2 separate regions of the Sus scrofa genome follow, and region 1 is linked to region 2. Evidence: chromatin contacts called from public HiChIP or PLAC-seq data. All regions are on one chromosome and are shown on one strand. Each heading gives the region's core, a stretch centred on a gene start, on an enhancer-like site or on the middle of the called end of the contact. The rest is flanking DNA. Distances are from core to core; before and after follow the strand shown.

The links. HiChIP or PLAC-seq counts read pairs in DNA pulled down with a chosen protein or histone mark.
Region 1: a contact with region 2 is called in an H3K27ac HiChIP or PLAC-seq map of skeletal muscle, with 5 times the contacts expected there. The contact joins the enhancer-like site here to the promoter of EGFLAM in region 2. A contact is called at or near these places in 3 of 47 Hi-C or Micro-C datasets (heart right ventricle, skeletal muscle and subcutaneous adipose tissue) and 1 of 2 datasets of contacts at active chromatin or transcription factors (skeletal muscle).

The regions. Positions count from the first base shown.
Region 1 is chr16:23,505,242-23,511,505 of Sscrofa11.1, reverse strand. EGFLAM (pikachurin) reads right to left here. Exons shown (of 24, transcript XM_021076641.1): 6 at 1,921-2,015; 7 at 1,850-1,918. Among named protein-coding and RNA genes, the nearest start is that of EGFLAM, 110 kb to the right of the region's middle. Within about 2 kb of position 1,360, at least 5 of the 83 cell types and tissues checked have an H3K27ac peak or open chromatin away from gene starts, as enhancers often do. A contact at or near this core is called in skeletal muscle, where this site is marked.
Region 2 is chr16:23,397,931-23,404,871 of Sscrofa11.1, reverse strand. EGFLAM (pikachurin) reads right to left here and starts at 1,935. Exons shown (of 24, transcript XM_021076641.1): 1 at 1,208-1,935.

The DNA of each region.
Region 1 (6,264 bases), core at 111-2,610, 110 kb before region 2:
TGAAATGTCACATATTCCTAAAGCGCCTTCACACACCTCAGCCCACTTAATTCACAAAAACTGGCATCCACGGATGGGGAAACAAGGATCAGAAACTCCAGGACCAGACTCGTGGTTCTGTTTAAAACGAAAAAGTTCAAGAGACAGCCCTCCCTTCACTCCTCCCTGAGCCCAGTCTCCACACCCATGTCCGGGGCCAGCTGGGTTGTTCTAGCTCATTTTTCTTCTACTCCCTCGTCTGTGGAGAAGGAGACAGTAAGAGAAAGAAGGAAAGCGCCGAGCCCAGGATAGCTCACGAAATGGGAGCAGAGGCATTCGCTGTTGGGGTGGGATGGGTGGGCAACCCCAATGCTGCTCAGCTCATGAGACAAAAAGACAAACGACGCGTTTTCCCAATACAGTCAGATCCTGAGTCTGCCTCAGCCACGGTCGCCCCAGGATGTGGCCATGCGTCACAAAGGGGAAACAGAGATTACAGTGTCATCCAGCAGGCGTGGAGGGAGGCCCTTCTTCGATCCGAAATAAAACCATTAACATTTCCTATAGATAGAAGGAGTTGTATCCCTTGCCACATGCCTGGGGAGTTTTCGCTTCCAAATTCTAAAGAAGAGCAGTGGAAACAATTGCTGGGTGATCGTGTGATAGGGCACACATGCGCCCTATGACACGATGTGTGTGTGTGTGTGTGGTGTGGCCACACACATCCCCATATCTCCTAAGATTCAAGGTTTGGGCAAGGGTTGTTTGCAGAAGAACCAAAATTCCTAGGACTTGGGGAACTTGAATCGCCCTGCCTAGAAGCAGCAGGTGGGCACAGAGGTCAGCTGTGCGATGGAGTGTGAGGAGAGGGGAGGAGTTTATTCAGATCAACGAACCAATAGGAACAGGGGAAGAGGGCCTTGCGCCGGCCCCAGGCCAGCCTCTGACCGTGTTCGGTGGGCTTCTTTTCTGAGAGCTCCTTTCCCAGATAAAGAGGACCAGGGATGACAGTAAGGCTGGAGGATTTTACCAGCAAAATTGAATAGATTACAGTCTTCTAACCAAAAAAGTACCAACAGTTGTGTTCTGAGATCTTCCCACTACACAGGGTTCCAGGTTTACGTAAATGTATCGCTCGCTTCCAGAAGGCAAAGATTTCGAAGCCAGATTCGCAAGGTAGTCTAAGACGAGGGAGCTTTTCAGTGGTTTTTGAGTCATGTGGGAGCTCTTTAAACCTCAGACCATAAGCAGAATCTGACGTTTCAGAAAACCCCCAGGTGATTTGATGGACTGGCCCACAGCCCCCAGAGAGGCCCTATGACAGACAGGAGTCTAGGCCCTGGGCTGGACCCCCAGCTACACATCAGCGTGCCAGCAGCTCTGACTCCCACACCGTCCATCGTCCATTGGAGGGGCTGGTTCTACTTGGGCAGCCTTGATTTGCTGGTGCAGATTAACCCCGTAGGGTCTGGGAGCAGTATTTTTTCTCCCATGACTCGAAGCTAAACGCTTTTTTTTTTTTTTTTTTTCCTCAAAAGATGAGAAGGGGGTGGGGAGAAGGCTTCGCATCATCTTGGTATGTGGTCTGTTCCGCGCTCATGGAAGAAAACAGACCTCCGACTCCCCAAGGATAATGCAAAAATAAATCCGATGACCTTCTGCGCATAGAAACAGCCTGTCCCTGTTGAGCGCCTCTGACTTCCAAAGGGCTGGGAAAACCACTGCAGGAAAGGCTGAGGACAGCCCCACTCCACGCTGCCCTCCTGCAGGGCGCTACAGACACCCGGTCAAGTGGATCCTCCTGGGGCAACCTGAGCAAACCAGGAACATCTGTCTGTTTGCCTGTATGGCCAAGGGCCGCAGTACTCACGGGTGGTGTGGATGGTGTCGCTGGGCTGGCTGCGGGGGCTGGAGCCGTGGGGATTCACGGCCCTCACGTAAACTGGTAGTTGGTATCCGGATCGAGGCCCTTGATAACCATGGAATCCATCTGGATCCGCTCTTGGATTAAGGTCCAACTCCTGTCCAAATCTGGCCTTTATTGATTAAAAAACAAAACAGAACAGACACAGGAGTTCAGGCATAGCTGAGGGAAGGCAAGCTTGCTGGCTGTGTAAACTAACAGCATTAGAACCCTGGGAGCAATACTTATAAAAATGAATGAACATTTCCTATCTAAAAGTCATCCTGATTTTAAATCACAGGTCATAATTTTTAAGTCCTTGCCAATAAAAGCGAGTAGATCATTTTTAGGGCCAGTTTTAAGCACTGTTTAAAGATCACATGCTTCTCCTTGCATGGCCTTGACTGCGGTGAAAAGATCCCCATGTAGGAATTCAGTCTCAAGGACTCTGCCTTCCAGATGTTTCGTAAACAAGCCTTCCCCTGACAGTCCCCATTCCCAGAGGTCAAGGGAGCACAGATTCTATCTATTCACAATCTGGTCACAAAATAAACAAATATAAATTTTATAGGGTGACTAATTGCATGAACTGCCATGAGAAAACCCAAGAAGATTCTGTTCATGGCCATTCTTACTCTTCACAAAAACCGTTCAACTGAGCCAACTTGCCAAATGTTCCCATGTCTTCGAGAACTGCATGAAAAGTGTAGAACTTGACTTAGAGCTTCCATCTGTGGGGCAACATACAGGGAGGGGGTAAGAAACCAACTCTGGAGCTGGAATGAACCATTTGAACCCTGCATCTACTGCTTACTAGCTGCTGTCTCACTACTTCGGGTCTCTAGCTCCTCATCTGTAAAATGGGGTGACAAAAGCATCTATTTAGGAGTTCCCGTTGTGGCTCAGTGGTTAACGAATCCGACTAGGAACTATGAGGTTGCGGGTTTGATTGCTGGCCTCGCTCAGTGGGCTAAGGATCCGGTGTTGCGTGAGCTGTGTTGTAGGTCGCAGATGTGGCTCGGATCCCACGTTGCTGTGGCTGTGGCGTAGGCCAGTGGCTATAGCTCCGATTAGACCTGGGAACCTCCGTATGCTGCGGGTGCGGCCCTAGATAAAAAGGACGGAAAAAAAAAAAAAAGCACCTACTTGAAAGGGCCATCATAAAAGAGAAATGCGTGACATCGTCTCAGTACCATGCCTGGCCTCACGCTGTAAAGGCTCAGCACAGATTAGCCATTATGTGAGGGACGTGCCCACCTCCCAGAGCTGGCAGGCTACCCTGGGCCACCTGCTCCCTCTGTGCCTGTGAGCTCCAATGCATTGGCACTGGCCCATGGGGCTAGTCAGTGCTTGAAATGTGGCTCGTCTGAACTGGGATGTACTGTACATGTAGAGTGTACAATGGCTTTTTTAGGTATAAAACATCTCATTGATATTTATATTGATTACATGTTGAAATGATAATATTTTGGATTTGCTTTTTAGGGCTACACCTGCAGCATACAGAAGTTCCCAGGCTAGGGGTTGAATGGGAGCTGCAGCTGCCGGCCTACACCACAGCCACAGCCATGCCAACTCCAAGCCTCATCTGTGACTTCCATTGCAGCTCACAGCAATGTGCGATCCTTAACCCAAGTCATCATGGATACTAGTTGGGTTCATTATCACTGAGCCACAATAGGAACTCCTGTTTTTATTACCTTTTAAATGCCTCTATGAAAAAACTTAAAATTTCAGACTTCTCTGGTAGGCTAGCAGTTAAGGATCCAATATTGTCACTGCTGTGGGGAGAGTTCGATCTCTGGCCTGATGCCCTGGGTGCAGCCAAAATAAACCATAATTTAAATTTTCTTATAGGCTTGCATCTTCTATTGGATAGTGCTGTTCTGTGTGGACTTCCTGGTTGGAGGGGAAAAGGTGAGCTTTCCAGATAATAAGAACTGCAAAATGGGAGTTCCTTGGTGGCCTATTGGTTAAGGATTTGGTATTACCACTGCTATTGCTTGGGTCACTGCTGTGACACAGGTTTGATCCCTGGCCTAGGAATTTCTGCATGCATGGGTGTGGCCAAAAAAAAAAAAAAAAAAAAAAAAGAAGAATTACTAAATGAAATTTGGGAATATTTGTGCATGGTGGGAAGGGGGGTGCACAGTGCAAAAGGCATAACTGGAGTGGAGCTTCTATGTTAACAAGCAATAATAGCTATCATTTATCAAGTCCCTGTGAAGTATCAAGCATCGTTCTAAAACTTTAACTCATTTACCTCTCACAATTACCCTAAACAGTAGATACTAATATGAAAAACCCTTCTTTCTTTGGATAGGAAATTAAGGCACAGAATGGATAAGTAACTTGCCTGAGGTCCCACAGCTGATAAATGGTGAGACCAACTTGGGTTGGTGGGGGAAGGTTAAATTAAGAAGATCCTTTGCAAACTATTGCTCTTGGAATGGATTTACAATGAGAGCCTGCTGTGTAGCATTGAGAACTATGTCTAGATACTTATATTGCAACAGAACAATGGGTAGAAAAAAAAATGTATACATGTAAGTGTAACTTGGTCCCCATGCTGTTCAGCGGGGGAAAAAAAAGAAGATCCTTGATGTCAAATGAAAATTTGAGGTGCTCATGGTTGGGAGGGGTTATTCTCCATCTTTTAGTTTGCTCTTCAGTGAACCTCTCGGTTTTTCTATTGTTAAACACCTCCTCACAGATATTTAAAGAAGCAAAAAAGATGGATGTTTGTCCTTTATGAACAACTTAATAGACAAGGAAATAAAGACTCTCTTTGCTAAAAGGAGATGATGGCTGGATTGTACATGGATTTCTCTAATTTGTGCTCTCCTAGTTTTTCATTAGCAAGAATCGTTGAAAGCCAGATGGAGTCCCTAAGTCCCTAAGCCTAAGTAAAAGATGCTTCTGTGGCTCACCATGCTGCTGAGGAGTTTATGGGGCCCATATCTCACAAGAATTCATGTGTCTGCGGAAGGAGAGGTCACAGGGCATGGCCCCTGGAGGAAGGGAGGCTCATTTCTCTTTCTGGGTATCTTTTCCCTAAAGATGGACTTGTCATGTAAACTAACTCTGTCATCAAAGAGAAAACCTCCGTGAGTGGAAGGAAACACATTTGCAAACTCAAATTAGAACAAAAAGCACTTCACAGAGGAAAGCTGCAGAGGATACCTACAGTAAAGCCAGAAAAGATGTGATCTTTAGATAAAACTCTCCTATCATCCTTTGCTAATTCCCACGTGGCATTTATAGAGGAAAGGACCTGTAACTGCTCTCAGAATGTGCCATTGTCTACCCAGGGCTACCTGCCAACATCTGCAACAATCTTTGCATAAAAATTACAGCTTCCCCCTCCTACCAAAAAGATTACCTTGCATTTGTTCATTTAATGTAAGAAAGAAAACTATATTTTCAGTGAATAAGAGACTGACATCATTAACATTCAATTTCATTGCATATGGTGAGAGAGGAAAGCTCATGAAGATTGAAAACCAGTTCAAAACCTTTAACATTCTGCCTCTCATTTTGTCATAGGTTTTGCATTTAAATGTCTCTTGGGGTACCAGAGTGCAAAGGTGAGGCTGAGAGAGAGAGAGAATCAGGCAAGAGTATTGTCTTAGATCACTCTCAAACAATAGCTTTATCTTTTTCCACCAAAGAAAAGCATTTTATCTGAACTATAAAGTTACCAGTCAGATCACCATAGCAACACCAGACTGCCAATTTCCACAATAAGGAAAAGACTCGGAGGGGGAAGAAATGGCGGTGGGCGGGGGGAGAAAGATGGTTAAGATGGGCAGCCTGCAGGGCATCTTGTATCTCAGTAGGACCCCCTCTGGAAGGTGGTTGGGTGGGTCAGTTCAGATGGGACAGATACAACTGAGTCTGCAGTGGCCATTCGAAACCCAGTTAGCTGATTTGAGTAATCAACACTCACTCCCTGGTTCATTTTGGTGGGAAAAAGCACTACCATTGGCTATGTTAGCATCCAGTCTGGTTATCAGGAAACTTACAGATCATTTGGTCCAAGTGTCTAAAGGCACTCAGAAATTACATGCAAGATTTTATGTGTGAACATCATTTTATTTTCCAAAGTAAACTGTCCTCAGCTTCTTATCAGGTTCTCAAAGATAAAAGCATGATCCCAAAATTTTTGACTATCTAGTCCACTGTCTCATTCTAGACATGTGGATACTGAGGAAAAATAATTTATCCAAAGTTATAAAACCACTGGGTGGTACATTTTTCTATTTTATTCCCTTTCATGTGGCATTTCAACCACTTTGTCTATTGCCAACTCTACCCTTAGTGGACAATCATTTTTCTTGGTACCATCAAACCCAGCAGGTGGCTGCCTTGGACTACTCAGT
Region 2 (6,941 bases), core at 686-3,185:
AAATACAACAGCTCATAATTTAGGTGTGCTTCAGATTATGATAATGACTATAAATCTGAAGGCAGGTAGTAAGGCGCAGGTGATAACAGATACAACTTGAAGGGTAAAGGGTGTCTTCCAGAGCTGAGAGGCAACAAGTCACATTTCCAAAGGGAGAGATCCTTGAGCAGGGAAGATATTTAAGCAGCTATATGGGAACCTGCCAAGATTATTCTCTTTGCCCTCTGATAAATTCCCTCCGGTTTGTCTCTTTGTTAGAGAAACATTATTTGGAAGACAAACTGCGCTTTCTGCAAAGTTTTGCACACTGCATTCAAATAAAGTTATATTGTTTTCCATTGTTCTTAAAATATAATTAATCCCATAAGACAACCCTGCTTACAAAGTAAACTAAGAAAAAACAGATTTTTCTGAATTCTAAATATAGTCTCAGCAAAGAAGAATAAAAATCATGATTTGAGAAACAAATGTTTAGAACTTTTCTTGCTTAGAATGTTCTGCTTTCAACCATCTCACAACACAGGCCAAAAGTCGACAAAAACACACCAAGACTTTTCACCTGTGTAACTAGAGGAAATTCAAGTTACTGTGTTTCAAGTTCTCTCCCTCCATTGTTATAGCCTGCAACGCCATACATCTTTGTTTAAATCGCAGAGCAAAGACTGGAGCCCAAAACACGATAAAAAATTAACGCCCCCGGGCGCTCCTTTTTGAGAAACCGACCCTAGAGTGGAAGAGGGTCCCAACGGCAGAGGCCACATCCCTACAAAGTGCGTGGGAAGGACCGGAGATGGGCACAGGGTACACCAGGCAAATCTTCAAGACACTTAACAGGAAACGACGAGGCTCTGGACAATATGAATTCAATAAGCTGTTTGGAAACACAGGAGGAGCTGTTTGACTTTTCCTGCACAGTTGCAATCCTCTGTAATTGAGACAGCATGATCGCTGCCCCCACTCCCAGTTCTCTGTGGTCAAACACGGAGCCCTCCACCTCTACGGTGTCTGGAAAATAGATCATTCCTTAAACAAACAAATATCCCTGGAACCGCCTGGGCTTGGGAGGGGGAGGCGAGGTTCGCCTCTTTCCCCAGCTCTGGGCAGAGACGAACCCGGTTAAGCGGAGAGTTGCCGCTCTGCGTTCTCGCTATGGACCGGGACCTGGGAGCTCCGAGCTTGGTGCCCCCCGAAGCACTGCGCGCATTACCTGGTTTTCTGAGAGCTGCTCTGAGCGGCACCACGCCGGGTCCGAGGCTGGAAACCAGGAGCAAGAGCTGGAGCAAGACGCCTGGGATTAAATCCATTTCACCACGGGCGCCGGCAAAGTTTCACCAAGTCCGGGGCGCACAGGGAAAGGGCGTCTCCTGGGAGACGTGGGGGGACGCGGCCACTGCGGATCCTCTGACTCTCGTAGAAGGCGAAAGACTGAGGGAGCTGGACCAGGAACGTTGGAGAGAACAAGGAGGCAGGAGGTCGGCGTGCGGGAGTGAAGCCGGCAGCGAGCGGCCGGGCTTCTCGGGCGGGAGGGGCGGGGGCGGCGAAAGAAGCCGACGGGGAGGGACCTGCTGGCCGAGGGAGGGAGGGAAGCTAGACCGGCCCGGGGATGGAATTACAATCGAGTGGAAGTGAGAGGGGCAGGCCCTGAGGCAATTTACTCTTCGCCTACCCCTGGGGCAGAGAGCCCGCCTATCACCTCTCTAGCGACCCCCAGCGCAGCCCTCCCCCGCTGGTGACCTAGATTGGGGCGCTAGGAGGGGCCAACTTCAACCACTAGGGATGCAGGGCAGGATTGAGGTGACTGCGAGTCCAGGACCCTCGGTCTTGGTCCTGATCCGCAAATCTTGCGGCGCCGCCTCCTCCCCTTCTATACTCTCCTCTGGCCGCGCCCCTCTAGGTCGCTACCACCGTCCTTGAGTACTTTCCCCGACACCTCCAAAGGTTGCTCCCAGCCAGACCTCTGCATTTGGAGGAAGGGGAATAACAGGGCGAGGGGGAAGGGTCTATGATTTGCTAGTGGAGGAGGGTAGGAGGAAGAGGGGGCGGGGCCGGCCGGGACCTAGGCGCTAAGAAGATAAATGGGATTTAAGGCGCGCAGATGGAGAGCTGAAGTCTGCCCCCTGTTGGAAACGCCCAATGGAGATTAGGGCCTGGCGCGGGAGAGTGGGGTGCCCTTCCGACGCAGGAAAGCAACTTGAGACCCTCCAGGGAGGAGACGAAGCTCCAGGTTAACCTGGCGTCGGGTGAAGAAGCAAACTCGAGCCCCCGGGCTGACCTGGAAGACCCGGCTGGGAAGGGGCGCACGCCGACGGGGTTGGGGCTGGAGACCAACAAGGTGCCCTGGCCATTGATCCCTGTGGCCGATCGGCTTCCTGGCCCGGAAAAGGCCCTTCTCCGGATTTGCTGCCGAGGACTCAATAAAACGTGCCTGTTGTCGGGTTTCCCGGTGGCGCTGCGAGAGAGGAGACCCCGGGACTCAAGTCCGGTTGCACATTGGCGTGCTGGTCTTCAAGCCAGAGAGAAGAGAACGCAGAATAAATAAACCAAGAGGGAAAAAACCTGGAGGAAAACGCAGCCCTCGCCAATTGCTGGGGAAAGATCAAAGGCCCTAGGAAGTACCCCGCAGAGGGAGCCGCGGCCGCTCGCGGAGGGAACTTCGCGCCCGCCCCGCCCCGTCCCCACCTTAGCGCGCAGCGGAGGCTCCCGGCGTCCTGGGCCCTCCATTGTTATCCTGGTTTGAGAGCGCTGTAGGAAATGATGTTGACTCGAGTATCTCCCTCCACTCCCCACCCCCCATAAGATTTCTGCTCCTCCTTTGGAAGGAAGTATCCCCTGGCTTGAGGGTTTGTGGTGAGCCAGATCTGGTTCGTTAGCAGCGCTGAGAATGCGCTCCCTTATGTGTTGGCGTTCTCAGATGTGCATCTGTCCTTAAAGAAATTCAGAATCCACTCCCACTGAAGTCTTGGAATCTTAGATGTGACACCAGGGCTAGCCTTTTACATGGAGCTGGAGGGGAAAAGTTGTACAGACCGTGCTTTTTCACTTCCAAAGCGATGACAAACTCATGTCTGGGAGCCAATAATGTGACTGCCCTCAAGGCTGCTAGTTTCAAGGGTAGCAGAATCCTAGACCCCTAGGATCATCTAGGCCCTGCCACTATTCCACACAGGAATCTGCCCTTCATCATCCCTGGCCCGAATTCCACCTGTGACAAGGAACATCTACATCACCACCAGGCCAAACTTGTCGGATCGCTCTTTTTATGAGAAAGGCATTTCTTAGAGCGGACCTAAAGTGGCACCTGGAACCAAGCAATTGCTACCATAAAGATACTTCCCAGGTTGGTTCTGCTCATTCCCACTTAAAAATGATTCTCCCTGGGAGTTCCCGTCGTGGCGCAGTGGTTAACGAATCCGACTAGGAACCATGAGGTTGTGGGTTCGATCCCTGCCCTTGCTCAGTGGGCTATGGATCCAGCGTTGCCATGAGCTGTGGTGTAGGTCGCAGATGCGGCTCGGATCCCATGTTGCTGTGGCCCTGGTGTAGGCCCGTGGCTACAGCTCTGATTCGACCCCTATCCTGGGAACCTCCATATGCCGCGGTAGCGGCCCAAGAAATGGCAAAAAGACAGACAAAAAAAAAAAAAAAAAGATTCTCCCTGATGTAGAAATCAGAAGTAATAACCATTAATGTTATGGCTCCCATTTATATAGCTCCTGCCATGTACCAGACCCTCTTTGAAGTACTATATAATCCCAATAACAACCATACGAGGTAGTTATTGTTATTATCCCCATATAACAGATGAGGAAACTGAAGTGGGTAAAAGTTAAGTAACCTGCACCAAATCATGCAGCTCCTGAGAGACAGAGCTTCCGCCGAATCCAGGTGGTCTGATTCCAGAGTCCAGACTTTTAAAAAGACAGGTGGAGAGCAGATTAGAACAGTGCACCAAGAATCATGAGATCTGCGTGTTTAATACAAGGCCCTGCCTATAGTGTATCTTGGCACCATGAAGGGGCTGAATGAAATCATTGCTAAATTCCAGGGTTTGCATTCTCTTTGTTATCTAATAAAACAGCACCATCCAATCCAGGCCATTTTTGCTCTGAATGTGCCTTTTCAAAAACCTGTACAAGTTGTCCATTGTGAATTTTGCAAGCCTGAGATTCAGGCTTCTTGCTGATATTCTCAACATGTGTCCATACCACCTCCTCAGCCCTGGCCCCTACCCTGCCTCCCTCCCTCTGCAGAGGGCCATGGGCGTTTTGGAAGCTGCTTAGTTTCTTCAGAGGCCTTTTGTTTCTTCTTTGCAAGGATTACCTTTGATTAAATTGTTACGTTTTACTTTTGAGTGCCTCCAAGCACTCTTGATCCTTAGGCCATTGAGATAAAACCTTACTTCTCGCCCTCTGCTTGTTACAAATCTAGGGCACAGGTTAGACAGGACTTATTCCTTGTTTATTCCCTTCCTTCACTAGTCAGATCACATCCCCCAAGGTTCTCTCTTCTTCCAGTTTGACAACCAGTTTAGGGCACTTGTAAATCTGATTGCACTTGTAAATCTGATTAAAAACAAACGGAACACTTGTCTTTCACTGTCTTCCTGCCTTTGGGGAGGAGGGGAACTAAAGAGGGCAAAGAGGCTTTGATTGTTTCATTAAAAAAAAAAATCTGTTCGAAGTCACTTGAGATCTAAACTCAATTAATAAGGTCACCAGCATAAGAGTGACCTGCCTGCTTTGCTCAATATCAGGGAAGAAGAGTATGACCTTGCCTCCACGGGGTGGATTTGGAGGCTGTTAGAAGAAAGTAAAGGCAAATTTACCAACTATAGAATGTTTAGAAAGTCCCTAAATTAGAGCGGAAAAGAGCAGCAAAGAAGCAGCTTTGGGTTTAATTAATTTTTGAGTAGGTTATATGTACATATAAAATTTGAAATGTGCATCAAGCAGAGTATATAGTGAAAGAATTAAGTTTCCTTTCACCCCTTTCTGTCTCAGAAACAATGGCTATTATTATTTTCTTGTGTATCCTTCTAGAGCTATTCTGTGAACATACAAGCAAATATATATACATATACTTAACACAAACAGAGCATCTTGTGCAGGCTTTGGAACCTGAGGAGCCTTTCAAATCAGCAGGTACAGATCTGCCTCCCTATTACTAACTGCTGAATAAAATTCTGTTGTATGATGTGCAACAATCTATTTGCTCTTCTGTTGTTTCCAATTTTATTATTATAAACATCATTGCAGTGAATAATCTTGAATGTATACCAGTTTGCAGATGTTAGAATAGATCTAGGGTATATTTCTAGCCTAGCCACTGCTCAACCAAAGGGTAACACCTTTTCCTTTTGATAGTTTGGCCAAATTTTCTCCCAAGGAGATTGTACAATGCCTGTGTGCAATCCTCCCACAAGAAATATGTGAGCCTATTTCCATAAACCCTCACCAGCAGTGTCTTATCAAACTAGAACTATATATTATATATTTTAATAGACAGCATATAAAGAAATATACACAAATAAGTGTGCCATTCGATGAGTTATAGGAAAGAGAGCACTCGTGTATAATTACCACCCAGACCAAGAATTAGAACATCACCAGCACCCCCAGTGATCCCTCCTCATGCTTCCCCCCAGGTGTATATATTTTTGAAGAAGAATAAGGAGAGTTCAAACCTCCCATTCACTTTTAATTAAAATACACACAGTTGGATCAGCAAAAATGTAAAAACTCTCCATCTTCAATGCGAAACAAACATTCATTGAGATGCGATCTCATTATGTGCAAGGCTCTGTGCTGAGAATAGAACAACAATAGGAGAGAAAAGACAACACTGTCTGGTGCACTCAAGAAGACCACAATTTTGTTGAGAGAAGACAGTTGCACAGCCAACTGTTTTACAAAGCAGAACAAAGGAAACACCAGATCAGAGTTCAAGCAGTATACTGTTGGTGTGTCAGGAGAGGAAGGCCCTATGTTATAATTGATAAACTGTGTAATCAGCTACTCTAATATACAGCCATTAGCATCATGAGTGCTTAAATCATGTTTATACACATAATAGGATTCACCAGGGACGGAACTGGAATTACCCGGGTGTATCATCTGGTATTTCCAAATCTGTCATTCCTTTTGCATACACTTCTAGCAGAATCAGTTAAAACTGTCTGGGGAGTTCTCGTCGTGGCTCAGCAGTTAGGGAACCCAACTAGCATCTATGAGGACACAGGCTCAATCCCTGGCCTCACTGAGTGGGTTAGGGATCCAGCATTGCCATGAGCTGCAGTGTAGGTCGAAGATATGGCTGGGATCCCCCATTGCTTTGGCTGTGGCATAGGCTGGAGGCTACAGTTCCGATTGGACCCCTAGCTTGGGAACCTCCATGTGCTGCAGGTGTGGCCCTAAAAAGACAAAAAGACCAACAACAACAAAAAGTCTGGGAAGGAGTTCGCTGTTGGCCTAGCAGTTAAGGATTTAGTATTGTCACTGTTGTGGCTCAGGTTCCATCCCTGGCCTGGAAACTTCCATATGCCACAAGCATGGCCAAAAAAAAAAAAAAAAAAAAGACTGGAGTATTATAGTTAAGTTGGGCAATCTGATAATTCTTCATCCTTACATTGAAATGTCAACTTTTTAATGTAGTATAAAAATGCAAAAAACCTAAGAAAATAATGCAATGGATTGTCACAAAATGAATACACCCATGGAATATGTCCCCAAATCATGAAACAGAACAAGGCCAGATCCTAAAAGCATTAGTAATCATAATCTACCCCACAACCAAATGGGAAAACATTTCCTGATTTCTAACATCTAGATTAATTTTCCCTGGTTTTGAACCTTATATAACAGAATCCAGTAATTTAATCCAGTAGTGTAATCATTTATATCTCACCTTTCAAAAAATATTTTGTAAACCATCTTTAATTTTGC